3 separate regions of the Sus scrofa genome follow, and all the other regions are linked to region 1. The links are chromatin contacts, called in public Hi-C maps. All regions are on one chromosome and are shown on one strand. The core of a region is the stretch at or near the end of the contact, and the rest is flanking DNA. Distances in the headings are between cores, read along the strand shown.

The links. Hi-C and Micro-C count contacts between places; a contact is called where the count stands out from the background.
Region 2: a Hi-C map of liver shows a contact between it and region 1, with 2.6 times the contacts expected there. The contact joins two enhancer-like sites. A contact is called at or near these places in 2 of 47 Hi-C or Micro-C datasets (liver and skeletal muscle).
Region 3: a Hi-C map of liver shows a contact between it and region 1, with 1.7 times the contacts expected there. The contact joins two enhancer-like sites. A contact is called at or near these places in 3 of 47 Hi-C or Micro-C datasets (liver and skeletal muscle).

Annotation. Positions count from the first base shown.
Region 1 is chr7:2,710,959-2,713,881 of Sscrofa11.1, forward strand. No RefSeq gene overlaps it. Among named protein-coding and RNA genes, the nearest start is that of CDYL, 130 kb to the right of the region's middle. Within about 2 kb of position 1,298, at least 8 of the 83 cell types and tissues checked have an H3K27ac peak or open chromatin away from gene starts, as enhancers often do. A contact at or near this core is called in liver, where this site is marked.
Region 2 is chr7:2,546,552-2,549,518 of Sscrofa11.1, forward strand. No RefSeq gene overlaps it. Among named protein-coding and RNA genes, the nearest start is that of ECI2, 100 kb to the left of the region's middle. Within about 2 kb of position 1,525, at least 23 of the 83 cell types and tissues checked have an H3K27ac peak or open chromatin away from gene starts, as enhancers often do. A contact at or near this core is called in liver, where this site is marked.
Region 3 is chr7:2,473,886-2,476,916 of Sscrofa11.1, forward strand. All of the region lies in intron 1 of LOC102162837 (a long non-coding RNA gene), which reads left to right. Among named protein-coding and RNA genes, the nearest start is that of ECI2, 29 kb to the left of the region's middle. Within about 2 kb of position 1,771, at least 20 of the 83 cell types and tissues checked have an H3K27ac peak or open chromatin away from gene starts, as enhancers often do. A contact at or near this core is called in liver, where this site is marked.

The DNA.
Region 1 (2,923 bases), core at 48-2,547:
CTAGCTGTTAAACTACTGGCGGTTCAGACCGGCTACGGTGGGAGTGTTTTCACACCACGACCCCTGACAATGGGCGGATGTTACAAACCAGAGCGGCGCTGAGGTTTCCCAGAGAGATGACCTCCCAGCACACCGCCCCCCACTGGTTCACGGAAGGCTCTGCCTCCCTCCGACAGGCTCTGCCCGCTGGACCTGGGACCAGGACAGGCTCTGCCCGCTGGACCTGGGACCGGGACAGGCTCTGCCCGCTGGAACTGGGACCGGGACAGGCTCTGCCCGCTGGACCTGGGACCGGGACAGGCTCTGCCCGCTGGACCTGGGACCAGGACAGGCTCTGCCCGCTGGACCTGGGACCGGGACAGGCTCTGCCCGCTGGAACTGGGACCGGGACAGGCTCTGCCCGCTGGACCTGGGACCGGGACAGGCTCTGCCCGCTGGACCTGGGACCGGGACAGGCTCTGCCCGCTGGAACTGGGACAGGGGACGCAGCCCCTGCCCGCTGGAACTGGGACCAGGGACGCAGCCCCTGCTCGCTGGGCAAGACATCTCGCTGTGGGAATCAGCGTTCTTCTGCCTGGGCTCTCAGCACGTGGAGTGCAAAGGGGAAACGGTGCCTTTATTGCCAGAAAAGGGAACTGAGAAATGTGGGGTGCAGCCCCTTCAAAACACCGCTCCTCCAAAGCAGCAGCCCCAGAAGCTTTTCAGCTTAGTCATTTCACGCCCAGTCTCAAGCGGTCCCCAAAAGGACCTCATATCCAGGAAAGAAAAGGCAGAAGGCGCTCTTCTCTTCGGCCTGCTGCCTGCGGAAGCAGGAGGCCCTGTCTCCCTGCAGAGCGGTCGCGGCCCTCCTGCCAGCCTGCCCCCCTTGGAGCCCTTCCAGCCCTGGTGGGAGGGTCCTGATCTCGCTCCAGATGGTGGGAAGCCTGGCCAGGGGTGCGAGTTCCCAGCTTCCGCCAAGCAGGAGGAATGAATGACTCTAATGTGTGTGTCTTTAGCCACTTGACTCACTGCCCCTCACTTCATTCTTGACGTTCAGCCAAGATACCCCCTGATTTTCTAGTCTTCCCTCTGCAACAGCCTCGGAAGTCAGCTGTCTCCCACCCACCAGAACACATGCCAGTTTACGCCAGACGAATGAAAAGAATACTGATCGAAGGCCTTTTCCAGGCAAAATGTGCAAGAAGAAGAAGCCGGTCGGACCTGTTGAAAATTCTCGCAGGCGGGTCATCTGTGAGTCATGTTTACATGACCCTGCCTTGCCCGGTTTGGCTTTAATTGCACAGTTTGGTCTGCCGCCTTCACGGCTGGTCCAGTTCGGTCAGGGAGGCCACGAGGAGAGTGATCCGATGCCCCTGCGGACTGGAGCAAGGAGCCGCAAAACGGGGAGGTGAGCCACGGGCCAAATTCGCCAACAAAACGACCACCTGCGGCTGCGAGGGAAATGCAACCTACAGGAGTTGTTTGAAACATGAAACTGCTGATATCTGACTACTTCAGACCTCTTAAAAATGGAAGTTTTACAACGTTCAACCTAACAATGACACCCCTTTGATTTTCAAGTAATCACTCATCGGGCACCTCAGGATTGCTCGGGCTGCAGTGGGGGAGCGCGGCCCACCGGCAGGGGAGAGAAATCGCCTCTCCCTGGCGATGGTTCTAACGCGTCTTCTTCTCAAGTACAGTTGAGAGGAGAAAGCTCTGGTTTAAGAGGCGGGGCCTATAGTTCAGCCCCAGCGGACTCCTTATGTGGCCGGCGACAAGCCATTTCTCCTTTAAGCCTCGTTCCTGCCAACTGAAGCAATCCCATCAACATCCTCGTGACACCCAAATGAGCCGGTGGATGGGAACACGGTTTTTTAAAGCGAAAATTACCGCATAGATCACGTATAAGGCTGCACCCATTAACCCTACCGCCGTGCGAGTGTGTATATCCTCCCTCCGGAAACGGTAAATTTGGGCGCCGTTGTAAACGATCACCCCTTTGTGCCAGTGTCATTTCTGATAGCAAACAATGCCAAAACAGTAACAAATCACCCCTGCCTTTTCCATTCGTCACCAGAGTGTAAAGGTCTGATGAATAGGGAGAAAACACACTGGCTCTTCAGGGTGGGAAGGCTGTGTCGGTGACAGGAGCAAATTACATTTCTTAGAAAAAGATGGTGTCACGGTTCCTAGAGATTATTTGCTTGACTGCTGAGACAGAAGGAAACTCCAAGGAGCTTTCAAAGGCCGCATCTGTGAGACAGGCGGCCTGGTATCCCTACCCAGTCCCCCGGCCGGACAGCTGCTTAGGGCGAAAACAGCTTCCTTCGAATCCGCTCCTGTGTTGGGGGCGGGGGTGGGCTGGGGGGGGGGGTGAGGGTGTTTCTGCAGCGTGTCCTCTGCCCCTACCTCATCCCTGCTGCTTTGCAGCTGCCTTCCGTTCTCCCACTCTGGTGACAGCCCGGGCAGATGTCTCCTTCCCGGGCAGTTGCCAGCCCCACTGCTCTGGCAGCTGCTGCAGCAGCCCGGGGGAGTGGCGTGACCGCAGGCACCCACCGAGAGCAGGCACATCTGCAGAGCGTCCCCGGCCCCCAGCTCCAAGCCTGTGGGCTCGGCTCCCTGCTGGACAGCAGGTTTCCAGCTGGCATCGCTGACATGCCCTCTCTCCCTTCACCAGGGCGACCTCGGCCCATTTGCTTTTTCACCTCGGAGATGTCCCACTCTGCTCTGAGCAATATGGTGGAGGACACGTGCTAAGTGACATAAACCAGTCACAGAAAGACAACCAGAGTGTGATGCCACCTCTGTGAGGCTGCCACAGTCATCAGATTCATGGAGACAGAAAGCAGCGTGGGATGTGCCAGGGGCTGGGGGACAGGGGAACGGGGAGTCCTTGTTTTGCAAGAAGTAAGAGTTCTGGAAGTTGGCTGCACCATGTGTA
Region 2 (2,967 bases), core at 275-2,774, 160 kb before region 1:
TGCAGCGAAGGTTCGGAGCCCCTGGTTTGGGACTTTTTCACTCTGAACCAGCTGCCAAAGCAGGAGACCCTGGCCCCACCTTGTGTGGATTCTTCCCTCGGATTTGCACTGGAGCCTGGAGGTTCCAAAGTCATCTTTTGGAAAAGCGATTTTTTTTTCATGTCCTAGTATTAGAGGAGTTGTTGGGAGAGGAGACATTAATGGGCAAAGATTTTGAGAAAAAGCTGTTTTTAAAAAACAGATTTTGGCTGTCATTCTAGGTGAAGGATTTCCTCTCTCTCTCCCTCCGCAGGAGGCTCAAGCTCTGGAACCATCACACTTGGAGGCAGGACCAAGGTGCTGGGAGCCGGGCTGGTGTTGAATGGCCTGGTGAGAATTTAAGGCCAGGGCTGGACACCTCACAGCCACACCCACAATGACGTGGCCAGTGGTTGTGACTCATCTGCCTCCCACTGTGTCTGCCGAGATCTCTGCAGGAGACAGGTGGCCAGTCATTAAGACAATCTGAAGGTTATCAGTAAGGGGGCTACTTACAAGGTGGGGGGCAATTTGGGAACCACGAGAGAGTGCATGCCCAGAAGACCAGTGTGTGAAGATGGCTACTTGCAGAACAATGACCTTTGGTCAAAGTCAGCCCGAAGCTACTCCATAACTGGAGCAGCAGAATAAAAGTCCACCCAGTGCTCAGTGTTCAATAGCTAGCTCTCGGGGAAACGTCCTTAAAATTTGTAGCATTTGTCTGTTTTCCTGGCGATTTCTCTCCCCATCGCCTATTTCAAGCTTCCAAAGTGAGGTCTGGATGCAGAATTGCCGAGAGGTGGACAGCTAGCTGCAGCCCAGCACCGCCCCGGCCTCACCCGTCTCCAGCTGCTCTCCCCCTTGACGGCACCAACTGGAGGCCAGTGGGGAGGGGGGCCCAGGGAGAGGTCCCGGGGCTGCCTCATTCTGCCAGGATGGGGCGGCATCTGGTGGGGGAGGGGGGGGCGAGGAGGGGCTTGAACTGAGGGAAGGGGTCTGGGGGGCCTTTTCCTCCAGGCTCCACGGACTCTGCCAACCCCCCACTTGTCGGCTCTGAACCTCGTCCTGGTTGTGCTCCGGAGGCCTGCGTGCTGCCCGCCTGACCCCAGCTCCATGGTCAGAACCAGGGAAGGCTGAAGTCTGAGAGTGGGACACCCCCTGAGGACTGCACTGTCTTCACTGCATCACGTGAAGCGCAGAATAAGCAGACTTGATCCAGCCGTGGGGAGCCCAGAGCCGAGACTGTAGCCACGGAAAGGACTTGGCAGCCGCACCCCGCACCACTGTCCTTCACTTCGGCTGCCTGGAGTAGGGACTGCTCCAGGGCTTTCCAGAGGAGGGGCTTGAACTGAGCGCATGGGTTACCAGGGGGTGGAAGAGCCAGGAGAAAGCCCTCCCACTCCTGGGGCTGGGGGGCGGGGGGGACTCGAGGGGGTGGAGCCGGGAGGGGTGGAGCTACGGACGGGGGTGGGGCTGGGGGCGGGGAGATAGCGCGCGGTCAAAGCAGGCGGGTTCTCAGCGCGTCCCAGCTCGGGAAGCCTTCGCACAGGACAGTCTTGCGCTCCGTCTCCACTCTGTCCAGCGCCTGCTGAGTCCCCAGCATCAGGATGGGGCGGCAGGGGCCACAGAAGAGGGGGCACAGTGGTAGGGGTTGATTTGGGGGCACCGCTCAGGCCCCTTTCCTTGGATTCGGCTGCATGCTGAGCTGTCACTCATGCTGAGTGTCTGGAGAGCCATCAAAAGCCACCTCCTTACTCACACTCCCTCTGGCGAGTGCTCTCTGGCCTGGGCGCGGACTCTGCTGGGCTCCGAGGTGGGGCCAGGCTCCGATTCCACGAGCAGCCAACCCGAGGAGATGCCCTAGTGAGAGGCTGCCAGTGTCACCAGTGTGTCTGTCCCCAGACCCGCGCTGCCCTGCAGTTACTGGATGAGCTGAGAGCCCCGGGGACACGCCCCTCCCTCTGCGCTGGCCCCACTCCGCTCCCACACCTGCGTTCTGATGGATGTGATCACTGGTCTCTGTTGTTCCCCAAGCTTTTCCTTGCTGACCTTCACCCACGACAGCCCACAGTTCTTCATGTGCCCGTGCGCGCCGCGCTCCGCCCAGACCTGCAGTCCACCCCGGACGGCCACCTGCGCCAGGACCGCGGCCCCGCAAGGTCCCTCTGCTCCCGGAAACGCTCCTTCCCTCCTAAACATCCAGAGCTTGTGCCCCCGACGGGACGCGGATCCCCCAACTCTTTCTCCTCCCCCGACCCCCAGTCAGCAGGTGGTCCCTTCCTGCCCGGCTTCCTTAATATTTTCACTCGGCTTCATCTTGGCCGCCGCTGCTTGAGGCCCCTACACAGACGCCGGGGATAACTTTCGATAATAACTTTCGGGTGTCGAGCCTAGCACCCTTGTCCTAGTCCATTTTCCAATACACCTCCAGAGAGAGATTTTTAAACATTTAATCATGATATCGCTCCACTCAGAAGCCCACGATGGCCGGTCCGCTTAGCAGTGGTCACATCGGAATCAGCCCGCAGTCAGCTCTCGCCATCCGACCTCCCAACAGCCTTCGCGGAGCGTCCCGCGGTAGTCCCCGCTTCAGAGACGGATAAACCGAGGCCAGAGGGCTCCCCAGCTGATCGGCGGCCCCGCCCTTGGGCCCTGGGCTGCACGGCCCCTCGGCCTCTCAAGCCTTCTTTGTTCCCCGGAGCAGAAGGGCCCTTTCTATTCTCCAACAGATCCCCACGTGGAGTCCTACAACCGCGGAGACGCCCGGGAGAGTGAAGTTCTCCGGCTCAACCCCAGGGGTCCCAGGACCCGGGGAGGAGCCCCAGGACCCCAAGCCACGCCCTCCGTCTCTCCAGCCCCTCCCCGGCCCCGAGGCCCCTTCCTCGGACCTGGCACAACTCCCAGCCTGTTTGAAAGCACCCGCCCAAGGCTGACGTCTGGCTCAGCCGA
Region 3 (3,031 bases), core at 521-3,020, 240 kb before region 1:
GTGGAACGTGACCCCCGGAGGGGGCATTTGACTCGTGTCTGGAGAGTCCACAGGCCGTTTGGCCCCTGCACACGGTCCTCAGGACCCCTCGACTCACCTGCCTCTGGGGCACAAACCCCTTCCCACTCCTGCTAACTGGGCCTGGTAGAGCCTTTCAGGTGGCCCCTCCTCTGACCTTGGTGTTCTTGGTTCTTCAAACGCCTGCTGCTTCCCTTGGCACAGCTGCTGACGCCAGGCAGACTTTGTGGCTGCCAGAGATCTTCCTGCACCTGCTCGGATTTTTGGAATCTGGGGGGCATCTGGCCAACCTCGTTGCCGTGTAGACATTGTCCTTGGGCCTTTTGTTTTGCCATCCTGGTTTCTTTTCTTACATTCACGGAGGGGTTGGGGGAGGTTAACAAATAAGCTGCCAGCACTGCTGCCTCTTCCCTTCCCGTTTTCCCAGGCTTTCCCCAGATTTTGGTTCTCGACCACCTAGTCCTTTTACAAATATGTTTTGAATAAACTTATCACATTCTTCTGCTTTTATCCTTAAGCCCTTGACGCCTGGAGTCACGTCTTCAGTCCCAACCTCTCCCTCGAGCTTCAGTCCCTTATTTTCTGCTGCCACCAGGTGTCCTCAATTGGACACCCAGGAGCATCTGAAACATACATCCCACGTACTCTCACACCTGTTTCTCTTTTCTTGGAAAATATACCTCTGGGGGGAGAATTTGTTTTTCTAACAAATTCAGTGTTGTTGGCAAGAGATCCTCTCATTGTCTCAAAATATCTGGAATAGAATTTATAATGTTGGTCTAGAGACACAAATCAGCTCCACTAAAATAGAATTCTTTATAAGGACTTTGGCTGGTTTTGTTTGCTTTTGGCAAAGGAATATTTAAAACTCTTAGAACATAGATTTCTTATGATAAAAACAGTACAGATTATAGAAAATATGGAAAAGTACAGAAGTCTCACAATCCCAGCCCCCAAAGATAATCACTATTTACATTTTTTTTTTTGTGTCTTTTTACGGCCGCAGCCGCAGCATATGGAGGTTCCTGGGCTAGGCGTCCAATCAGAGCTACAGTTGCCGACCTACACCACAGCTCACGGCAACACCGGATCCTTACCCCACTGAGTGAGGCCAGGGATCGAACCCACAACCTCATGGTTCCGCATCGGATTTGTTTCCGCTGCGCCACGATGGAAACTCCCCATCACTATTAACATCTTGGATTTTTACCTTAAAATTTTTTTCTACTTGGGTGTATATTTTACTTAAAGTTCTTGATGGGTGTTTTCCTACGTCATTTGCTAATCTTGGAAAATGTGGTTTAAAAATGATAATATGATATTCCACACGAGATAGAATATATATAGATGTACCATAATTTATTTATATTTCAATTGGCACTTAACCGTCCTACTATTAAAAAATAGCACTGATAATTGTGAAACTTCATGGATCTCTGATTATTTTCCTTTAGGATTAATTTCTAGAAGTGAAATTGTTGAACCAAAGGATATCTATATTTTTAAGCCCTTTGATACACATCACTAAATTTTCTCTAAGAACTGCACACCGACATGCTATCGTACTATTAGTGCATAAAATTCAAAATTTCTTCTTGCTGCTGTTAAAAGGTTTTTGCCAGTTTGATAAGCCACAAGGGCATGTCGCTGTTACTGGAATCTGAATTTGCCGTAGTGCTAGGATGGTTCAATACTGTGGCATGTACTTAATAGCCAAGAGCATTTCATTTGTATGACTTCCCAGCACATGAGTCAGAAGAGCTTTTTCTTGCCAGGGGTCCACAGGTCACAAAGCCTGAAGGTCTTGTGCAACAGCAGCCTCTGACATTGTCCAAATGACTTGCTGAAACGGTATTTTCAGTGAGTATACATTTTATAGAGTAGGATTGTATATGGGTGCTTAGCGTGTTATTTTTAAATGATGAGATGATTTAAAGTATTGTTGAATCATGAACAGTCATCAGATTCTCCTTCATACCTGCTGGTAACAAAAACAGCCATAATTCATTCTGTCCTTGCTAAGTGCTTGGCAAACAGTGCCTCATCCAACACAGTCTTGTGAAGTTGGCACTTGATTTGGGGTTTTCCATGACTGAGTAAGCCTTAGACACCCACAGCATGCTGGCTAAGGTCACACAGCTATTGGGGGGGGGGAAGGGGGTGAAGGCTGACCTGGAGCTCACTTGAAAGCTGACTTCAGAATCCACCACTGTGCTGTGGGGCTTCTCCCTGTGCTGTGGTTTGTAAACTTACGGCACATTAAGATCAGTGGAGGGCTTTTAAAAAAAGGACAGATGCCAAGTCGTATAATCCAGACAAATTGCATCAGAATCTTTGGGGATGGTGCCCCGTCATCCATATGTTATAAAAGCTTCCTGAGTCATTGTAACATGCAGCCAGAGTCCAGAGCCATTGCTAGTAATGAGTAACCAGTGTGGCTAAGGAAACAGCTTTGATGTGTCAAGTTCAAATCCTCAGGGCTCCACGTTATTCCTATGTTCATATATGCTTTTTATGCTATTCCGACCTGTGTTTGGAACAAATCCCTCTCAATTCAGCATTCTTATTACTAATCTCTCCCTCCCCAGACCCCTCTCCCCAACACCTGCCCCTCTGCCCCCCACTCTCTCTTACACACACACACACACACACACACACACACACACACACACACACACGTCTCTCTAGCTCAGAACCTCTGCTCATACAAGCTGTAGTAAGGATGCCAGACCCAAGCCTGGGCGTGTTCTCTGGACACCAAGGTCAGACATAAGGGTAGAACCTCACTCATTCAGGGCCTGCAGTGGATTAAGCCAAGAAAGACGACTTGAAGGCAGACCTTAGGAGACGCTGAATCAAAAGTCTGCCCGAGAGTCTTTGGTCCAAAGAAGCAAGACAGAAAAATAATCTGCAGATGAGGCATCTGGGATGGGGGCCAGATGGATGGAAGAGGGATTTAGAGACCACGGGTGATGCTGGATATGAGAAGGAAGGGGTCATCAATGCCAAGGCC